Regions from separate parts of the Sus scrofa genome. Here all the other regions are linked to region 1. A link is a contact called in public Hi-C and HiChIP or PLAC-seq data. All regions are on one chromosome and are shown on one strand. Each heading gives the region's core, a stretch centred on a gene start, on an enhancer-like site or on the middle of the called end of the contact. The rest is flanking DNA. Distances are from core to core; before and after follow the strand shown. Region 1 overlaps LPP (lipoma-preferred partner). Region 2 holds the start of BCL6 (B-cell CLL/lymphoma 6). Region 3 overlaps LPP (lipoma-preferred partner). Region 4 overlaps LPP (lipoma-preferred partner).

What was found. A called contact is a pair of places that touch in the nucleus more often than the background predicts. HiChIP or PLAC-seq counts read pairs in DNA pulled down with a chosen protein or histone mark.
Region 2: a Hi-C map of skeletal muscle shows a contact between it and region 1, with 4 times the contacts expected there. The contact joins the promoter of BCL6 here to the enhancer-like site in region 1. A contact is called at or near these places in 3 of 5 promoter capture datasets (fetal liver, liver and skeletal muscle), 12 of 47 Hi-C or Micro-C datasets (embryonic fibroblasts, epiblast stem cells, fetal skeletal muscle and 6 more) and 2 of 2 datasets of contacts at active chromatin or transcription factors (alveolar macrophages and skeletal muscle).
Region 3: an H3K27ac HiChIP or PLAC-seq map of skeletal muscle shows a contact between it and region 1. The contact joins two enhancer-like sites. A contact is called at or near these places in 1 of 47 Hi-C or Micro-C datasets (embryonic fibroblasts) and 2 of 2 datasets of contacts at active chromatin or transcription factors (alveolar macrophages and skeletal muscle).
Region 4: an H3K27ac HiChIP or PLAC-seq map of skeletal muscle shows a contact between it and region 1. The contact joins two enhancer-like sites. A contact is called at or near these places in 1 of 47 Hi-C or Micro-C datasets (embryonic fibroblasts) and 1 of 2 datasets of contacts at active chromatin or transcription factors (skeletal muscle).

Annotation. Positions count from the first base shown.
Region 1 is chr13:125,884,330-125,887,387 of Sscrofa11.1, reverse strand. All of the region lies in intron 2 of LPP (lipoma-preferred partner), which reads right to left. Among named protein-coding and RNA genes, the nearest start is that of LPP, 100 kb to the right of the region's middle. Within about 2 kb of position 1,662, at least 12 of the 83 cell types and tissues checked have an H3K27ac peak or open chromatin away from gene starts, as enhancers often do. A contact at or near this core is called in fetal liver, fetal skeletal muscle, liver and 1 more, where this site is marked.
Region 2 is chr13:125,388,465-125,391,522 of Sscrofa11.1, reverse strand. BCL6 (B-cell CLL/lymphoma 6) reads left to right here and starts at 1,660. Exons shown (of 8, transcript NM_001315701.1): 1 at 1,660-1,820. The coding sequence starts at 1,660.
Region 3 is chr13:126,367,218-126,370,275 of Sscrofa11.1, reverse strand. The region is part of intron 8 of LPP (lipoma-preferred partner); the gene reads right to left. Among named protein-coding and RNA genes, the nearest start is that of MIR28, 87 kb to the right of the region's middle. Within about 2 kb of position 1,590, at least 7 of the 83 cell types and tissues checked have an H3K27ac peak or open chromatin away from gene starts, as enhancers often do. A contact at or near this core is called in skeletal muscle, where this site is marked.
Region 4 is chr13:126,143,013-126,146,070 of Sscrofa11.1, reverse strand. The region is part of intron 5 of LPP (lipoma-preferred partner); the gene reads right to left. Among named protein-coding and RNA genes, the nearest start is that of MIR28, 140 kb to the left of the region's middle. Within about 2 kb of position 1,425, at least 5 of the 83 cell types and tissues checked have an H3K27ac peak or open chromatin away from gene starts, as enhancers often do. A contact at or near this core is called in skeletal muscle, where this site is marked.

The DNA.
Region 1 (3,058 bases), core at 413-2,912:
ATATACATATATATACAAAGAAGGTTTTAAATATTACCACCATTCTTTAAGAACATTACACTTTGAGTGTGAGAGGTCTACATTTATTGAAATTAAAATGTTTTCAAGCCATGTTGTTTAGTGAAAAGGTACATCATAGAAAAGCCTGCAATTACTCATTCATGTAAATATGGGTATGCCTGTATCTATACTACACACACACACACACACACACGCATATATACACATATATACATACACACACAAAAAGAGAGATTTTAAAACGTGTTTTCCAAAACTTCAACAATAATTTTCACTAAAGAATGAATTTGGAGAGATTTCTATTCTCTTCTTCGTACTTTTCTTCATTGTTCGAATTTTCTCTGGTGCTCAGAAAACATTTTCTAAAAAAATAATAAAACTACTTAAAAATAAAAGTGAACAAGATAAAAACTTAAAAAGAGAGAAAAAATAAAAATAAAACCACACCCACCAGCCCATGCATTTGCCCAAACATGCTTTCTAAACACAAATCTTACTTCCCCAACAGCTTCATCTGGTATACACACAATACACTGTGAGAGGGGGTCCCTCAATCTTTAAAATTACCCCCTCCTCTTTTTGCATAACTAGTAAAAATCCATTACTGTGGGTGAAAATATTGCAAGGACAATGGACTGTACACCAAGATGAAGTGATTGCTGTAGGCTCAGAGCATCTTCCAATAAAGGAGCAAGAGCCATGGAGGCCTCTCATAGGACGTGTTTCCAGCCCCTCTCACTGCCCTTAGCCAGGCCTGCCACCTGGCCCCCTCCAGTGGCCACCCCAAAATCTCACCACCATACTCCAGACACACTGTCTTACGAAACACTGGCTTCATCCAATGTCATCTATGTGGCTGTTGTTGAGACAGTTGTTTAAAAAAAAAAAAAAAAGAGTACAAGCACTTGTAAATGTACAGTGCTCAACCACAGTGCAGCCAGTGAAGACCTTCTTGAGCTGTACCAATGGTGGCAATATCTATTTTGGTTTAGTTTCAGTAATGATGATGATGATAAAAACAGCCCACATAATAACAACTATAGCCCACCCACTGGACACACCGAACCTGACACAAGTTATAAAAAATACAAAAAAGCAAGCTCTGGGAGTTCTGGTCATGGCTCAGTGGTAACGAACCCAACTAGGATCTAAAAGAATATGGGTTCAATGCCTGGCCTTGCTCAGTGGGTTAAGCTGTGAGCTGTGGTCGAAGACATGGCTCAGATCCCACATTGCTGTGCCTGTGGTGTAGGCCAGCAGCCGTAGCTCCTATTGTACCCCTAGCCTGGGAACTTCTGTAAGCAGCAGGTATGGCCCTAAAAAGCCAAAAGGAAAAAAAAAAAAAAAAAAAAGCAAACTCTCTCCTCCAAATACAGCACCCTGCATTATCATGTACTGTTAAAATAGAACAGGTTTTATTAATAATAAGAGAAGGTATTAGAGGTGGTTTTTATTTTCTTCTTTAGCCCTCTGAAATTTCCAATTTTCCTGCATGAGAACGCATTGCTTTTATACTTTAAAAGGGGGGAGGGGAGTGGTCATTTTAAAAGACACGTAAACAACCACTGCCATAAATAAGCCAAGGCTCTTCTTTCACAGAGTTTAAACATGAGCCTTCCTCGCCAGGGAGCCTGCAGGGGATATTCTGTAACTAGGTCACCGGATTTCACTCCATCACAGTAGACCTCTCCAAATGTTCACCAAAGCTACCAACATCTCTTGAGGTTAATTTTTGACAACTGCTGAATTGAGCTAAAAGTAACACATTTATTCAAAAAACATTTAGGGAATGCCTCCAATATTCTTGGCACCGCAGGAGACATCAGAATTGGGGCTGCCCCACCCTCTAGAAGCTTACAGAGGGGAAGAATTACACACACGCATAAATAAGAATAGCTCAAGGTACAATGCGACAAGTTCTAAAAGTGTTCCCACTCAAAGCAGTGTGGGGTTCTAGGAAAGAAAAGGTTATTTCTAGCCACTGGGATGAGGGACAGAGGTAATGTTTCACCAGGGTAAGAAGGGAACAAAGGCTGGGATCAGGCAGATCCTGGCCCAGGGTACAGTTCAGCTGGCTGGAGCCCAGGGACAGTAAAGAGTGGCCTTAATTCTAGAGAGAAAGACTGGCATCAGATGATGGAAAGAACTCAGAGTGCCAGGCTGAGAGTCTGGGTATACTTCCACCAAAGCAAGATGGAGTCCCTCTGTATGTGTACTGTGTACATAGTCATCTCCTCAATTGAAACCATTCTCTTCCATGTAGTAGTAAATTAAGTCAGTGAACAAAAAGTAACGAGGCTATAAACATATATCCAACTAGTGTAAATAAGCCACAATAGGCTCAGGAGTAAAATTGTTGGATGTGACTATGAATACACCAAACTAGAAAACACACTACTTCAATGCTGAAAATCTGGTATGGGGGCAGGAGGGTGATGAAGGGAGAATGAATTAGGAAGGAAGATAGCAAAACCAAAGTTCTTTCTTTTGGTTGCTCCCAATGATCCTAACCAAAGTGGCTCATTCCCATCCTAACGCCACTGATATCAGCATCTATATCCATTCCTGTAGCACCCTCTCCAAAGTCAAAGACACCTCAAAAAAGGCACGAATATTTTTGGTGTGTAAATTCTGCCTCTTGATAGAATAAGACTGAGGGTTCGCTGGGATCAGAAGAAGGTATACATATCAACGAAAGACTAAAGAGAGAGCTTTTCTGTCATTAAAGCACTGATTATGGCTGAACATTGGAATCCTCTGAAATGCTTTTTTTTTTTTTTTTTTAATGCTGAGACCTAGGGTCCCATCCCCACCCATTTAAATCAGAATATCTAGAAGGCAGGACCCAGGGATGGTTATAATTAAAATCTCCCCAGGTGATTTTACTGTGCAGCCAGGACTGGGAGTCATTGCTAAAAGTCTGGATAAAATGCTCGCAGGAAAGCAAGACAGCAAATAAAAGAACTGACTGTTCAGCTCAAGCAGTGCAGTATTCCCAATCACACACCAGCTCCTTTTCAAGGCTTCCTTCCCTGTG
Region 2 (3,058 bases), core at 411-2,910, 500 kb after region 1:
GCCTGGCCAGTTCTCAGCTAAACCACACAGTCAAATCTTTCACCAGCAGGGGGAAGCACAAACTTGGAAGTTTGTAGCACTAGATTTGATCTTAGCCCCAGGAGGCTTGGGAGAGGAAACTTTGCAGGGGTGGGGGTGGGGGGCAAATATTCTGGAGAAAAGAGTAGATATGTCATCTCAGGTTGTATTCAGATTCTTTATTCAGTCTTAAGTGTTTCCTGACAGTCAGGAAATGCTGCCTGGCTGTTTGTCCTGAGCAAGCCATTTGAACCCAAGTCTCAGTTTTGTCATCAGTGAAATAGGGATAAAGAGATTGACCCTGTTGGCCTTGTGGAATCATTTGAAGACTTGAAGGATAATATTTTAGCAGATTTTGAAAAGTGGCCTGAGTTTTTAGGCCTCTGAAGGATCATTCTCATTAATATCGAAAGAATAGTTTTTCTTTTTTTTTTTCTTTACCATAAACCCAACGGCATACATTTCTTACTTTGAGAAAAGAAATACATGTGTGTGTGTGTGTGTGTGTGTGTGTGTGTGTGTATGGATGTATGAAATCGTATTCCCAATACTCGGGGTAAAAAACATTATTATTGCATAGCTTCGAGTGCCTGTTGTTTCCGTAAGAGCCGAGCTGGAAAAAATGTGTGCTAGCTTGTGGTAAAACCGCACCAGCTGGCAGGCTGCAGCTATCAAAGTAAAACTAAATATGTGTGTCCTAAAATAAGACTATAGTGGACAATCTTACATTCATTAAATCAATTTCTGTTTGCTTTTTTCTCTTCCCTGCAGGTTTTAAGCAAAATTTTGGACTGTGAATCAAGGCATTGGGTAAGTAAATTGAATTATATGCTTTAAAATTTTGTGGAGAAACTGTTTCTTTCAAATTTGCCAATGCGTGTGTTTCTGTGAACAGTGCCACTTTTCCTTAGATGAGATAAAGGAGAGTGTGTTGCCTCTCCATCACAGCCAGCCCTGCCCCCAACCCCTTTACCCTGGCATTGGACTATCTTAACACTGTTGTGTGATCATTCATTTCCTTACTCAGTTCTTGGTTCACGCTAATTTCACCACCTACTGTGTACCAGCAATGTGCTTGGTGCTCAAGATACATTCAAATAATTCTGAAGCCTGGTAGAGGAGAGACAGATGGTAGCTAGGATAATGAAATGAGATACTGATGAGAATAGCTGTGATTTATGAGAAATTCCACTAATTTTTACAACCCCATGGGTATTACTACTCCCATTTGGGGGAAACTCAAGCCCAGAAACCATAAAACAAGCTGCTCCAAGTCACACAGCTTGCAAAAGGTATGGCCAACATGCTAACCTTCAAAGCGTGCCTTCTCTCCTCTGTCATACTCATTGCCTCTCAATGCTGGTATCTGGGAAAAAAAAAACAAACAAACAAACCGAAAACATTCATCCAATATTCATTCCCTCCTCTTTCCCTTATAGGGGTTTCTATTAACAAATTGGATAAAGATTATTATCTCATTTTTATAGACGTGGAGAGCAGTGTCCAGACATGGGTCATGAACTGTTCAAAAGCAAACACAAGGGAGCAGGCTGGCCCACCTGCTCTGACACTCCTGGGAAGAAGGAACTAGGTCCTGGAGGAGTAACAGGATTTTAACCTTTTCTTTCAGGTGAAGGAAAAATGGCCTCGCCGGCTGACAGCTGTATCCAGTTCACCCGCCATGCCAGCGACGTTCTTCTCAACCTTAATCGCCTCCGGAGCCGCGACATCTTGACTGATGTTGTCATAGTGGTGAGCCGAGAGCAGTTTAGAGCCCATAAGACGGTCCTCATGGCCTGCAGGTGAGGGATCTGGAAGCAGAAGGCAGATGATGGCTGTAAGGGGTATGCTAGTGCCGGCTGCCAGTGCGGAGCGTGGGGGCCCCATTCCGGGTTTGGGATCACGTCTCCTGTGTCTCCAGATCTTTAGCACTGTCCTGGCAGGGTGGGTTCCCAGGAAGCAAATGAATGACCACACTTTTAGAAAAGAAAGCATTTCTATTCGGTGGGAATAGAGGAGAAGAAATCATATACCATCTCCAGAGATGTGTTTGGGGCAAATCTGGTGAATGACTTCAGTGAACCAGTGAAATAATGAAAAGTGAAAGAGAGTTATAAAATATTTTAAGCAAGTTAATTTGAAATCTTTTGCTCTTTTATTTTCCTGTGATTTTTATTTTATGCCGTGACTATACTTCCACAGGTCTTTCAGAGCATATGTAAGTTGGTGAAAGTGATTGACAAGTATTCCAAGGGTTCAGAGCAGTTTTATGTTACATCATCTCCCTGGATCTTCCTAGTGGCCTGTGTTGTAGGTGGCATGACTAGCTCTGTTTTGTAGATGATAAAATGAAGACATTCATAGGTGAACTGATGTAGAGCCAAGGATCCCAATTGCTAGTAGAGGCTTATTCAACACCTACAACGAGCACTTTTTTTTTTTTTTTTTTTTTTTTTTTACCAGCAGAGAGAACAGAGGTTTATAGAGAGATAAAAAGAATAGATAATGCTCACCAAGTGCTTACCATGTGCCAGGCATCATTCTGTCCCTTTTACATTTTCATTCCTGCCACAACCCTGTAAGATAGACAGCATGTTTCGTGCTGGGCAGATAAGGAAAGCAAGGTGCAGAGCAGTGATGTAACTTACCCAAGGTTGCATAGCTACTTACGGGGTGAAGTCCAGTTCATTTCTGGCTGCTCGCTCAGAAGGAGCAGAATTCAGATGTCAGTCGAGAATTCTGGCCTCTAACTGAGTGCTCTTTCCTCTTCCAGACATCATGGTTCCTGGAGGCATGGCTTGACTTTGACTTGGCTCTCCTTGGAATATGGATCTTGTAATAGTCTATGGACTTTTAGAGAGTCAGTAAACCATAGATGGCAGGCGTCATTTTATTTATTTGTTATCAACACCCAACTGGCTTCTAAAACAAACACTAAGAATTTAAAATTAAGGGTAATGTATTGGAACAAGAAGGAAAATGCTTATCCCAAAGATAGAGACTAAAATAGTTACTACAAATGAGTGCTAAATTTAGCTCT
Region 3 (3,058 bases), core at 341-2,840, 480 kb before region 1:
TTTTTTTTTTTATTTTTTTTAAGTAAGCCTGACTAGGGGAAGGAATTACCATGTCCCCATTCAAAGTCATCAGAATATCAGAGAATTTCCACCCAAACTCCCCAGCAATTTTCATCTACAAGTTGGGCCTGTGCATTTGCCCTTGAGTGCAACAGCTCTTATGATAATTCTACAGCTGGAAGCAAGACAGCTGGCTTCACTCTCACATCCTTCTTTTCAATTTTTTACATTTACATTTCAGCAATGACTGCTGACAGGCTCCCCAAGCCAAGTTCTCTTCTCTGCTTCTTATACACACATAGAGTCCCAAATCCAAGGTACAGCAAAGGACAAAGAGTCAAAGACTCTCTTAGGAGACACTGGGATCTAAATGGAAACCCAATTCCCCTCCAGCCACCCGCCCCAAATAAATATCAAAGCAACCAGAGGCACACCCGTTGGGACAAGAACTAAGGGAAAGAAAAAAAGAATAAAATGTGATAACCCCCACCCCAATAATGGTTTCAAATTCATAAGGGAATATGCCAAAAATCTCAAATGGCTATAACACCAATTGTAGAAGGTTAAAACCTATGAGAGAGGGAGAAATAAAAGCCTTGCATGTTCAGAAAAGGCCCCATCTATTTAGGGAAGTTCCAGGAAAGCTTTTTTAAGGTTGGATGAGATAGATTTTCAAATGGTGGAGATGGAGAAAGGTACAAGGCAGACAGCAGGCTGGGCACAGAGAGAGAAGGCTAAGATAGCAATGTCTGGGAGAAGTGTCCAGTTTGGCCCAGTATTGTAAAAGGAATGTGGAGGAGAGGCGTGTGGGGTAAAAGTGAAGTGTTTCAGGACTGCTTCTTACACGAGCTGGGCTGGAGGTCTAGGCACATAGATCTCAAATCTGGGTGTGCAAAGGAACCTTCTCCAAGAGCCTTATAAACAATGCTAACTTCCTGGCTTCTTGTGCAGGAATTCTGGGGAGTAGTCCAGAATTTTGTTTTTAATGAGGACTTCAGGGTGATTCCAAAGCAGGTGGCCTCTGGCACATTTTGGGAAAACCAAGCTCCCTGAGGCTCATGACTGGTGACTGGTCCTCAGACTCTTCAAGCTCTCAAACCAGCAGTGTGCAGATAACATTCTGGAGACTGAAACATGGAAGAATAACTGTCCTTTGGGGATTCAAGCTACACAAACTTCTCTTCTGCAGGTTCTGTACATATGTTCCTGAGCCTCAGTCTATGCAGTTATTTACTGCTCAGAGCCTCCACACTTTGAGTTTTATTCAGCCCCATCAGCCTCTCTGAACCCTCACTTAGCCACTGGGGTAAGAAATACCATTTTCATTCTATTTGTGAGGAAATTTAAGCTAAAAGAAATGAAGTGAATGCAGACTAGTGTCTGAAGTTAAATTCCATATTCTTTCTCTAAAAATATTTGCTGCCTCATCTCAGGCCCCCTAAATGAAAGATTGAATATCTTACTTAGGACTCTTCCAACTTATTTTCTGGTTTATTTTTAAGATCAGTTTGAAAGCATAATCTCTCTCTCTCTCTCTCTCTCTCACACACACACACACACACACACACTCTCTCTCTCTCTCTCTCCTTTCCTCCCTCTATCTCCTCTGCCCAAATCTTTAATTCTAATCGAAAATGTATTCATTTTTCGGTTCTGAGGGTACAGTCCAGTTAAAAAGACCCTACTAATACAGATTTTGCACTGTACTGAGTAATTATCATTCCTTCATCCTTTAGGAGATATAGGATAAATATGAAAGAAAACAAGGAACAGACTCCTTCCCCATTTTCTTTCCAACCTTTTATCTATCTCTAAAGTAGGAAGTTTACTGAACCACTGCCAACAATTCACTCAGCCTAATGAAGTGTATAAGTAATAGGATTAAATAATCTTAAACCATTATTACAGCGGCCTGATGCTGACATTCATCCAAACTCTGGCAAACACCAAGTGGTGAGTTCATGCTTGATTTAAAAATAAACAAACTAGGGCAGTGGGAAAGTTCTAGCATAAAGTTTCAGAGGCATGTAACCTGGAAATCTGAGACTCTCCATTCTGGTTAGGGCTGAAGCAACTTCTGTCTTATGTCTAAACTCTCCAACCAAAATTTATGCAATCCAGTATTTTCTAGGGATGTTACTCTGGGCCCTGTAGTCACATATGGTTAAACCTCTCATGTCAGTCCCAAAGAAAGCAGTTCTTTGAAGGCATCATCAAGGCTCATGGTTTCTATTCCTGCCTCTGACATTAATAAACCATATAACCTCAGGCAAATCAGTCAGCTTTCTCAGGCTTTAGGTTTTCTCAGCTATAAAATGACGTTATTGAATTTCTAAGGTTCCTCCTGGCTCTTAAAAAGCATTCTATCTCTATGACAAGAGAAAAAAGTAGAGTTTGGGATAGCAGACTGTGGCAAAAGGTATGTCTGGCTAGGTCTCTATTATTCTGGGCCATCTTCTTCCAGGTGGGAGCCTTACTACCCTTTCCAGGGAGGGCCGTATAGCCTGCAGGGATGTGGTGGGCAGTAATGAAAATCAGCAAAGGGCTAGGGGCTCTATAGGGGAAAAGGCTAAATAAAATCCATCAGCAAAGGACAGTGCAGTAACTATTCTCCCACTGAAAGTTGAGCTGTTGTATAATTACAGGGTGATGATATAAATGCCTGTTAAAGTGAGAGGTGCTTTCCAAAGCATATTCAATCCTCCAATCATTTTGCTCCTGAGTTAATTATCCCTGTAAAATTTTATAGCATTCTTCACTTAGATCATTTACCCTTTTAAAGGTTTACCTAGGTATTTTGTTTTTGTTGCTTCTTCATAAAGATTTTTTTCCCATTTTATTTTCTAAATGTAAATTTCTATTTTGATTTTGCTAGGTTACTAATAAATAATTTAGGTTTCCTTAGATTTTCTTAAATAATTATCATATAATTCATACATATTTATACACCCTAGTCTTACAATTTTGAGTGAAAAAGTCTCAGAAAAATAAGTATGATACAATACATTCATTTAAAATTAAGAAATACTATATGCAAACAACACAACATATATATTAG
Region 4 (3,058 bases), core at 176-2,675, 260 kb before region 1:
GTCTTCCCAATAATCTATGAGGTAGATAATATCACCGCCCCCCTCCTTAAGAAGAAGCACAGAATAAGATCAAATAAGACAACTGTGAATGTGACTAGGACTGAACTCCAGACAATGTAATTCTAGTCTTGTATTTAATGATTATTTAGTGTTGATTTCACCTAGACAAAGGAAAAGGAAAAACAAGCGTGAGCCAAGAGCTCAGAAGAGTGGTGAGAACTGTTTGTTTTTATGCAACAACCATCAAAGATGTAAATCCAGTGGTCCGATTTTTTTTTTTTGGTCTTTTTAGGGCCACACCCACGGCATATGAAAGTTCCCAGGCTAGGGGTCGAATCGGAACTGCAGCTTCTGGCCTACACCACAGACACAGTGACACAGGATCTAAGCCAACCTACATCACAGCTCATGACAAAACTGGATTCCCGACCCACTGAGGAAAGCCAGGGATCAAACCCATGTTCTCATGGATACTAGTTAAGTTCATTACCACTGATCTACCATGGGAACTCCCAAGTGGTCTGATTTTTAATCTTCATGGCAGCTGATCCACAGAGCAGTTAACTTATCCTTCACTCACTCCTGAAGTGCTTTTTCCCTATATCTTTGGAAGGCTCTGTCTCTTGATTCTCCTTCCACCTCATTATCACTGTTCATGACATCTCTAATGGTTCCTAGGTGTCTCCAAGAGATATCAAAATCTTGGCCCAAGGGCATAATCCACTATTTTAGATAATGTCACTCAGTATCAAAATTTTAAATTTGGATCTACTCATTTCTAACCAAGTCTATATTAAGTCAACACTTCATCCTTGAACCCCAGACTCAAATATGTAACTGTCTACCCAACTGCTATTTGGAAGGCTAAAGGTCAGCTCTAATCTAACATACCTAAAACCAAATTGCTGATCAAATTCTCATAAAAAAAAAAAAAGAATAAACCACAAAACTGTCTTGCTGTCCTCCTGACACCTCACCAAATTGAATCTCCATTCTTCTCATTACCTAGTAAAAACCTAGCAATCCCCCTGGAATCTTCCTTTGCTCTCATATTCTACATCTAATCTGTCCCCAAAACTTGACATTACCATCAAAATATATCTGGAACCTCACTACTTCTTAGCAGGTGCCCCATACCTGCCCACCAACTATCATTTCTAGCCTACATTCTATCCTCCATAAAGCTGCCAGAGGGATCGCTAATGTAAGTTTGATCACATGACGAGGTAATGGTTCTTGGTACCTCCTGCCCTTATCTTTTCTCGTTCCCTGTAGATCACTCAACTCCAGCTTTACTTGGCTACTTCAGTCTTTCTCAAATAAGCCAGGTGCCAGCCAGGTTCCTCTCCCAGTGCTTTCATACTTCCTCTGTCTGGAACACGCTTTCTCCTGTTCCAAATATCTGCATGGCTCACTCCCTCACCTATCTGAGATTTCTGCTCAGATATCACCTCCTCATAAAGCCTGCTCTAACTGCCTTATATAAAGCAGCCACAATTAATCCACTCCAACCAAAGCATTCCCTCTCCTTTTGTCTGCTTTATTTTTCTCTACAGCACTTATTTCTATCAGACGTAAATGTTTACTTGTTTATCTGCTTATGATGCCTCTCTCCAGAGGAAAAGTAACCATTTAAGGAAATACATTCTGTTTTATTCATAGCTGCACCCTCACTCTCTAGAGGAGACTTGTCACCCAACAAGTGTTTAATACATAGTTGTCGTGATAATGAATAAATGGCTCCTCTTGTTACTCTTGTTGGAGTTCTAGAAATAAGACTCAACTTGAAGAATCCAATAGCATAGAAAGTGATGTAACAGTGTAAGCACTTCTAAAAGTGGCTTGTTGATTTAGAATCAAAGTAACATATTATATGTCACCATAGATTTGGACTGTGAGTCATAGACTATTAAACTTGGGAGGCAGCTGTGCTGGACTAGAAAGAAATAGGAGTCAGGTGATGATGGTTCCAGTCTTGGCAGTGCCACTGACCTACTGCATGACCTCAGACAAACAGCTTCATCCCTGTGGGCTCTCCTAGTTTACCCGTATAAACAACAATCCACCTCAAATTTCTTAACATTTTCTAGTTTGGTATGAAATTCAACTACTACTTGTTCAAAAGATATCCTTTCTGAGTTTGTGTAGAGATCATTTCACTGTTGCCAATTCTACTTTCAAGTCAGGAAAGAAGTCATTTTGAAATGGCACACCTTTTTTGAAAAAAAAAAAAGTTATCTAATTTACATCTAAAGCAGGAGATAGAAGCTTTTTCCTCTCCATGCACCACACTGGACGTTAGATGTTATCAGCTACAACACAGAAGAAATGAGTATTCAGGATGCTAAACACTTCCAGAAACCCACAGGCATATGTGAAGACACATACACACAAACACACATGTGAAATTCACACATGGAAAACAGCTTGCAGTCTTCCTTCAAATATGCTCACTTCCTATTCTTGATATGCAGCCACACAGAAGCATTTTCTCATAAGTTGTAGAGATGACCTTTAGAAATACACCTCCCTCTTTATTCCTCAGCCTGCAATCCCATGAAGATCAAAGCCAGTTTGTTCTTCTGCATTAACATTTCTGTGATCAGATATAATGTGGCACCTTGATTCTATCTGCATCAAGGCCTCTTCTCACAAGTGACTCACTTGGTAGAAGTTCAGGCATTGAACACTGCTCTGACACGGTCTCCTTTGAGGTTGATTCCACCTTGATGGTGTTACAAGCCAACATCCTGTTTAGCTGCTTTCCTCTGCAACACAACAGGTAATTGGAACTGACTGAACAATAAATCTCAATTTCCTTGTTCCATCAGGAGAATCTTTCAATTTACTAGGCTCCTTCTATTTACTAGCTCCTTCTCAGCTTTACGAATCATTCCCAAACAAGTACACAAGTTAACTGCCCACTTTTACATTAAAGGCACAGGGAAGTGGTGTCGATTCTTTCGTTAGACTTCTTAGATCTGTTTCTGCAGGACCCCAGAGAAAGCTGGCTATAGCACTTGTATTGAATACATGAAGAAACCATCTACTTGCTCAC